Regions from separate parts of the Mus musculus genome. Here region 2 is linked to region 1. Evidence: chromatin contacts called from public Hi-C data. All regions are on one chromosome and are shown on one strand. Each heading gives the region's core, a stretch centred on a gene start, on an enhancer-like site or on the middle of the called end of the contact. The rest is flanking DNA. Distances are from core to core; before and after follow the strand shown. Region 1 holds the start of Kif3a (kinesin family member 3A). Region 2 overlaps Gm12216 (predicted gene 12216).

What was found. A called contact is a pair of places that touch in the nucleus more often than the background predicts.
Region 2: a Hi-C map of Th1 cells shows a contact between it and region 1, with 3 times the contacts expected there. The contact joins the enhancer-like site here to the promoter of Kif3a in region 1. A contact is called at or near these places in 1 of 39 promoter capture datasets (embryonic stem cells) and 4 of 484 Hi-C or Micro-C datasets (B cells, the G1E-ER4 cell line, Th1 cells and 1 more).

The regions. Positions count from the first base shown.
Region 1 is chr11:53,565,522-53,569,536 of GRCm38.p6, reverse strand. Kif3a (kinesin family member 3A) reads right to left here and starts at 2,168. Exons shown (of 18, transcript NM_008443.4): 1 at 2,006-2,168. The coding sequence starts at 2,011. A430108G06Rik (RIKEN cDNA A430108G06 gene) reads left to right here and starts at 2,224. Exons shown (of 2, transcript NR_168001.1): 1 at 2,224-2,700; 2 at 3,823-4,015.
Region 2 is chr11:53,834,417-53,837,973 of GRCm38.p6, reverse strand. All of the region lies in intron 2 of Gm12216 (predicted gene 12216), which reads left to right. Among named protein-coding and RNA genes, the nearest start is that of Gm30785, 4.1 kb to the left of the region's middle. Within about 2 kb of position 2,168, at least 18 of the 459 cell types and tissues checked have an H3K27ac peak or open chromatin away from gene starts, as enhancers often do. A contact at or near this core is called in the G1E-ER4 cell line and Th1 cells, where this site is marked.

The DNA.
Region 1 (4,015 bases), core at 919-3,418:
GAATCTAATTAAACCACCCTTCCGTCTGCCCTCTTACACGATGGTGTAAACACAAATCAAATCACATTATTCCCCATGTAAAAATCTCCCCAGATGACAAGCCAAAAATGTTTAGGAGGTACAGAAAAGCCTCTAGGCTTTACCAAATACTCTTCCTCCTCTCAGAGTTTCGTGATCTCCTCTTCCCTGCGGACTTTCCTCGAGTCCTTCGGTCTAGAACATTCCTCATGCCCTTCTTCACTTAGGTGACATCTACTTATCCTTCAGTTTTCAGCTCAGCAGTTCCCATGGGAACACTTCTCTGACTAGGTCAAATGCTTTTTCTATTTAGTAGACTCTGAGAGAGAGCTTTTAAAGAATACATTTTGACTCTGGGTTGCTCCTTGACTGATGTCTGTCATGGTATATTCATCTGAGATTCAAACAAGGAATCAAGGGTCTGAATTCAACCCATAAAATCCTTTTATTTGCCTCAAAGTATTTTTGTTTTGTTCTGATACTGGGTCCCATGAAGCACGGGGCAGCCTAGAATTCTTTATGAAGCCAAGGATAGCTTTGAACTTGAGACAGGATTTCTATGTGTAGCCTTGGCTCTCCTGGAACTTACTCCATAGACCAGGCTGGCCTTGAACTCACAGAGATCCGTCAGCCTCTGCCTCCCAAGTGCTGGGTTTAAAGGTGCCACCACTGCCCGACCAGCCTTAAACTCTAAATCCTCCTCCCTCAACCTTTCAAAGTGTTGGCCAGCTGGCTCAAAGCATTTTTAAGTATTTTAGTCATCTGCTAAAACTGAGAAACTTCACAAATATAGCAATTTAAGTCTTTTGAAAACAAAAGTAGATCTGTTATCTGTAGGCCAGCATTCCTTTATGGAAACCTTTTCCAATTCACCAGATCCAATTTCTGCCATATGCAGATTACTCACTTCATTTATTAAGGCTGTCTTTTCTCTGTTAAATGTATATGGTTTTCACCTCTTCTCCAAAGTCAAAACTTTGGTAATGAGGCTGGAGAGATGGGCCAGTGGTTAAGAGCACTTACAGAGGACCTTACAGAGGACCTGGGCTGAGTTTCCAGCACCCACATGGCAGCTTACTACTGCTTTTAACTTCAGTTCCAAATAATTCCATGCACTCTTCTTCCTTCCCCTGGCACGTGGTGCACATACATACATACATGCAAACACTCATACACATAAAATAAAAATTGAATTAAAAACACCTAGCACAACCTTACCGCCTGCATAGTTAACATATATACGGCTAGTGCGCAATCTTTGTTGAATATTCATTATTCAATAAAGCAATAAATATAAACAAACACTGAGCATTTTGTGCTAAATGTCAAGCCCTGTCCTTCAAGTGTCCTGTGCATTAATTTATTTTGCCTTGATAAAAACCCCAAGAAGGAAAGTTTAAATGTGTAGGAACTAAGGGCCCAGACGCTGTAAATAACCATCGAAGGCCCCATAACCAATATATAATCTACCATGGCTCAAGTCTTCTCCAATGGGACTTACAACCACCCCCTTATTATGGCACGATAACAATCCGTGAAATCCTAGGAGGTAACCAAATCGCCACCGCATACTCGCACAAAGACACCTACAGGTTACATTCTGCACCATAAGCTAAGGTGCCCGCTCGGAATGACAGCTTATACCCAGGGAAGTAGGGGGCCAGAGCGTAGACTCTGGGGTTCCGAGCATCCGCAAGACCATGGTGGCCACGCGCAGCCACCAAGCCTCCACTGTCCGCGCGGTGCTTTTCTGTCTGGCAGAGCAGGCCTGGCGAGATGCAACGCGTTCCGGGGCAACTGGGCGGGTCCCGAGCGGCCCCCGATGCGTCCGGACCCCAGCCCCGCCGCCCCACCGCCCTTCTCCTCCAAGGCCTCCCGGCCTGGCCACCCTGCCCCGCCCGCCGCGCGCTTCTATGGCAACGGCCGCGCCCCCGAGCAGGGCCGACACGATGAGCCGAAGCCCCCGTGGCCGACTGTCCATCCTCACCGGCATGGTGGCCGCGTCCGGTGCTCCGCCAACGTCCCCACTCCGGATGCAGCCCAACAACACCGGGTTTGGGGGCGAGGCTGGCCACAGGCGACCGCAACACCTTAGCGCTCCAGAGACTGCGGCTCACACAGCTACAGAGGGCAGTGCGCAGGCGCACTCTGAGCTCGCCCCGCCCAATCTCGGGTGTCCTGGGCTCTTGAAGTACGCATGCGCAAGGCCTTTCCGCGTCCATCTCCATGGACGCTAGACTGGGGCAACGCCTGCGGGGTGCTGCCATCGCTCTGCTCTGTAAAGCTGGTTCATGTTGAGGCCACCAGGACATCTGACCCGCTCAGACTGCCAGGAGCTTCCGGCGCTGGCAGTGTCCCAAATATTGAAAACAACAGTGGACAATAGCGTACCAGATTCTGATGACTCCTTATTTTATGAGGAATATCAGGGGTTGGGTTCTGTTTATCTCTACTATCTGTCTGCACCAAAAGTTTGAATGAACAGGACCCTGATCCAGCCATATGAGGAGAGAGCGGAGACCAAGGAGACCAACAGGCCAGGAAGGTAAAGGGGGAAAAAAAGTGAAAATGACCAGCAGAGTCAAAATGGATGGATTATATAGGGAAGGACCCCAGAAGGGCAGCTCAGCACCTGGGCCGGAAGGTTCACGGGGTGGACTATGCCAGCCAACCCTGTAACAGGTAGGGACTGAGGGATGCTGGGAGCATCCAGGTCTGCTTTAATATGTGAAAAAGGCACCTCAACCATTTGTTGGGAGTTTGAGACCTAACTCAAAGGAGAAGCTCCGTCTAAATAGCCATTTGCCCAACAGAACTGCTTAGGGTTTCTCAGTTATGGGAGAGTTTGTTTTGTTTTTGGTTTGTCTTGGGGGGGGGGGTTTCTCACTGGATAGACCAGGATGACCTTGAGCTCACAGAGATCTTTTGACTCACGAGTGCTGGCATTAAAGGCATCTTCATCACACCCGGAAGTTATAGGAGAGTTTAAGTTGCAAGTAATTATAAAGTGTGTTCTGTGTTAACATTCAAAATGTTCATCTTGGGTCTGAAGAACTGGCTCAGCAGTTAAGAATGCATACTGATCTTGCAAAGGGCTGGAGTTAGGGTCCCAGCACTCAGGTCAGGCATTCACAACTGCAGCTCTAGGGGAATCCCATGCCCTCTTTTGGTCTCTGTGGGAACTGTACTCACATGCATATATCCACTCATAGAGACACACATATACTTAATTGTAAAAAAGTCTTCTTTTGCTGGGCAGTGGTGGCGCACCCCTTTAATCCCAGCACTTGGGAGGCAGAGGCAGGCGGATTTCTGAGTTTAAGGGCAGCCTGGTTGACAGAGTGAGTTCCAGGACAGCCATGGTTACACAGAGAAGCCCTGTCTCAAAAAAAAAGAAAAAAAAAGTCTTCTTTCAAAACTTCCTCTTCAATACATCACAGTTAGTCTTGACTATTAGAAACATGTTTTGTATTACTTCTCAAAGATGCTGAGTAGGAGAAGGTAAAATACCCATTTCTTATGGTCATGTAGACCACCATTGCACAGCTGTTGCTAATAAATGACAACCCCCTATCCTTTCATTACAGTTTTATACTTATTTATGTAAGTGTATGGTCCAATACGCATATGCCACAGCTCATATGTGTGGAGGTCAGAGAACACCTTTCAGGAGTTGGTCTCCTCTTCTTCTTTCCCTGTGTGACCTCACTGATGGAGCTGAGGTAGTCAGACTTAGTGGCAAGCACATCTACCCACTGAGCAATCTTGCTGGCCACTAAAGTTTTTGGTTTTTTTTTTTTTAAGATGTCTCTATTCTAAATGAGTCTTGAAGTGGAAAGTTCTGGTTTCCTTGGAAAGTTATGCCAAGCAATGTTTTGCTGGGGCACAAAGGTGAAAGGATGTCTTGCTAAAGCAAACACGTGAAAGACTGTTTTCCTGAAGCAGACACAGGTGAAAGGGTGTTTGGATAGAGCAAACTCATGAAAGGACCTGTGAT
Region 2 (3,557 bases), core at 919-3,418, 270 kb before region 1:
CCCAATAGCCTCTCTTCTCAGATCAGCATAGAGATGGACCGTAGCCAGGCACCAGGATGTGAATGAGCAAGCCCTCAAACATCCAGGAGGACACATCAGCCGCTTAGCTCTTAGTGGACAGAGCTGCACGGGTCCAACCTGTGAGGCAAAGGCCAACCAGGCTTTGCATTTAGGTCAAGAAGACTTTTGTCACCAAATCCCTCTCAGGCATGTCACTGGGTTGTATAATGACAAAGGAGATTGTCATCACATCTCAGTAAATATGTATTTGGACTTAAGACACAATATAATTGTGTATGTTACCCCAGCCTGCTGGGGACATTGGCACCCTCCGCCCTTTCTTCTTACTCGATCCCCAGTTTGTATTCCTCTCTGTCTCATCCCCAGTCCAAGCCTCAGGTTATCTTTTTCACACACACACACACACACACACACACACACACACTCTCTCTCTCTCTCTCTCTCTCACACACACACACACACACACACACACACACTCTCACACACACATACACTCACACACTCTCTCTCTCACACACACACACACACACACACTCACACACTCACACACACACACACACACACACACACACTCACACATACACCTCCTTAACAACATTCCAGTATAAGTGATGACAGACACTTTAAGTACAGCTATCATCTGTAATCTGTTGACAACCAGAAAATAAACAGAGAAATGGGGGTAAGAGGGGAGAGAGAAAGGAGAGCGGGGGCAGAGGCCAGAGGACTATGTGGCCTCAACTGCTCCAGGCACTGGTAACCTCATCATGTTTCTTTTGCTTAAATGGCCATGTGTCCCTAAAGGTCTTTCTCTGCCAGTATCACATGCCAAGTCCTGGGAGCCAGCTGGTGGGCTATCCCACCCCAAACCCTTGCCTCTGCCATCTGCTCAGGTTTACTCAATAGAGAACACTAGCAAGAGATCAAAGATTAGGACAAAAGTTGATTCCCCTCGGGGTAGGTGGGATTGTTCGGTGAGTATGGGTGCCATGCCACCATACGTGAGGCTCTAAGTTCAAGTTCGAATCCAGGACCCACACGGTAGAAAGAGCACAGACTCTTACAAGTTGTCCTCTGACCTCTGCATATCTTCTATGGCATACATTCCCTCCAACCCAACATACGTACATAAGTAAATGTAAATTTTCTGGTTTGGTTTGGTTTGGTTTGGTTTTTTGACACAGGGTTTCTCCGTGTATCCCTGGCTGTCTTGGAATTCACTCTACAGACTGGGCTGGCCTCAAACTCAGAGATCTGCTCACCCAGGATTAAAGGCGTGTGCCACCACTACTCAATAATAAATGTAGAGTTTATTCCCCTTGGTCTCCACCCAACTACTGTATCCTTCCCCTTGGAGCCCACAGCTCCTGCCAGGTGCCCGTTACAGCAGCTCCCTTACCCACCCCTCCCTCACACCATCACCATCATGCAGCTACAGGTCATAACTGCTTCCCATGGAAGAGCCCCACTTCAGTCCGCTACCTAGTTCCTACCACCTGACTTTGATGAGGCGAGGACTCTGTCATCCCCATCTGAAGACAGCAATGCCAAGGCTCAGAGGTTTCACAGCATGTGTGAGGGAGGGCACACGGCTGGCGAACAGCAGAGCGGGTCTCCATTTCAGCTGTTCCAAAGTGTGTGTGCTTGTCATTAGGCTAGATTACATCCCACATACTAGAATTCACCTCCCCGGACTCGGTGCGTCTGTTTACTCTGGTCTTCCGTTTCTCAGTCCACAACCATTTAATACGAGAATTGTAGGGCAGTGCTAGACAGCAGGTCTCCTGGAAAAATAGTGGAAGTGAAGGTGGCTGGTTATGGTGGAGAAAGGGCACAAAAGCCTGTGACGCTAGGCTGGTGTGAATTTGAGTGTCCCACATGAACTCACTTGCGATGCCTCACCTGTCCTTTGCTCTGAAGGGCAGGCACACCCCTGACATCATAGACCCTGGGGGCTGTAGTGAAGTGCTCAGTCAGCCAAAGAGGTAACCTGGGGTTATCTAATACCTTTCCCCACTTCTCAGCACCGCTCTTACCCTTGATTCTAGCTAACAGACAGAGACAGACAGGATACAGTGTTGGCCCTTCAATGGCTGGCTTTCATGATCTAGGGTGATACTGAAACTGCTGACTCAGTCTGCAGGAGGATATTACTTTTTATTTTAAGGAACTTTCAAAAACACCTAAAATTTAATGGTACATGCATCTTAGCCCTGGAGTATCCTTGGGTACAAAGTTTCCTAGCAGTTTACGTCACTTGGGATTAGACAGGCCAGGAAGTTGCTGTTCAGTCCCTGAGCTACCTAGTAGGCATAAAGCAGCTGTGTCCTGTCTTATCTCACCAGCCCTTCTGGAGGATACCATGAAAGGCTGACCCTTTAAAACTCTCTTCACTTTGCCTGGCAGTGGTAGTGCACATCTTTAAGCCCAACACTTGGAAGATAAAGGCAGGTGGATCGCTTTGAGATCCAGGACAGCCAGCGGTACACAGAGAAACCTTATCTCAAGAAACAAAGACAAAAGGAGAAGAGGTGGAGGAGGAAAATATCATTTCATTTTAAAGTTTTTTTTTTTTTTTACTTTTTATTGGGGTACGCTGTACAAATGCCGCACCTCGGGTGTAGAGATCAGAGGAGAACTTGTAGGAGTCTCTCCTTCCACATTAGCCACAGCTGTCTTCTTAGCCATCTCAGGGACACATTCTGTTTTGCAAAAGGAGGGTGGGATGGCCAACATTCTGGCAGTCACTAAGATGAAAATGAGAGTTTAAATGAGAGCTATAAGTGGAGGATGAACTAGAAGGAGCCGAAGGCCTAATAATGACCTCTGGAGCCAGCATAGCAATTCTGGAATGACAGCATCCAGCCTGCCTTACACTTTATTTTTATATTGAAGAAGAATATCTTGATTAGGCCACTGATGTTTTCTGCTCTATACAGCTGAGACAGATTCTAAACAATCATCACATTCTGTCATGTGGAGTGCTTTTTTTCCACTATTAGTCTGCGGATTTGACACACAGGCTAACTCTACTTTCTGTCGCTATGGATAATCCTGTCTGAGTTTCTTTCTTTTTTTTTTTTTTAATTTATTTATTATATGTAAGTACACTGTAGCTGTCCTCAGATACTCCAGAAGAGGGCATCAGATTTCGTTACGGATGGTTGTGAGCCACCATGTGGTAGCTGGGATTTGAACTCGGGACCTTTGGAAGAGCAGTCGGAGCTCTTAATCACTAAGCCATCTCGCCAGCCCCTGAGTTTCTTTTTAAAGCATTAGTGTTTATTTTTCACGTAGACAAAATTTGCAGGCTTTCTTTGTTGTTGCTGTTGTTTTGTTTGTTTGTTTGTTTGTTTTGTTTTGTTTTTCAAGACAAGGTTTCTCGGTGTGGCCCTGGCTGTCCTGGAACTCACTCTGTAGACCAGGCTGGCCTCGAACTCAGAAATCCGCCTGCCTCTGCCTCCCAAGTGAGGTGGTGGTGGTGGTGGTGGTGGTTGTCATTATTATTATTACTATTATTATATTTTGCTTTGTTT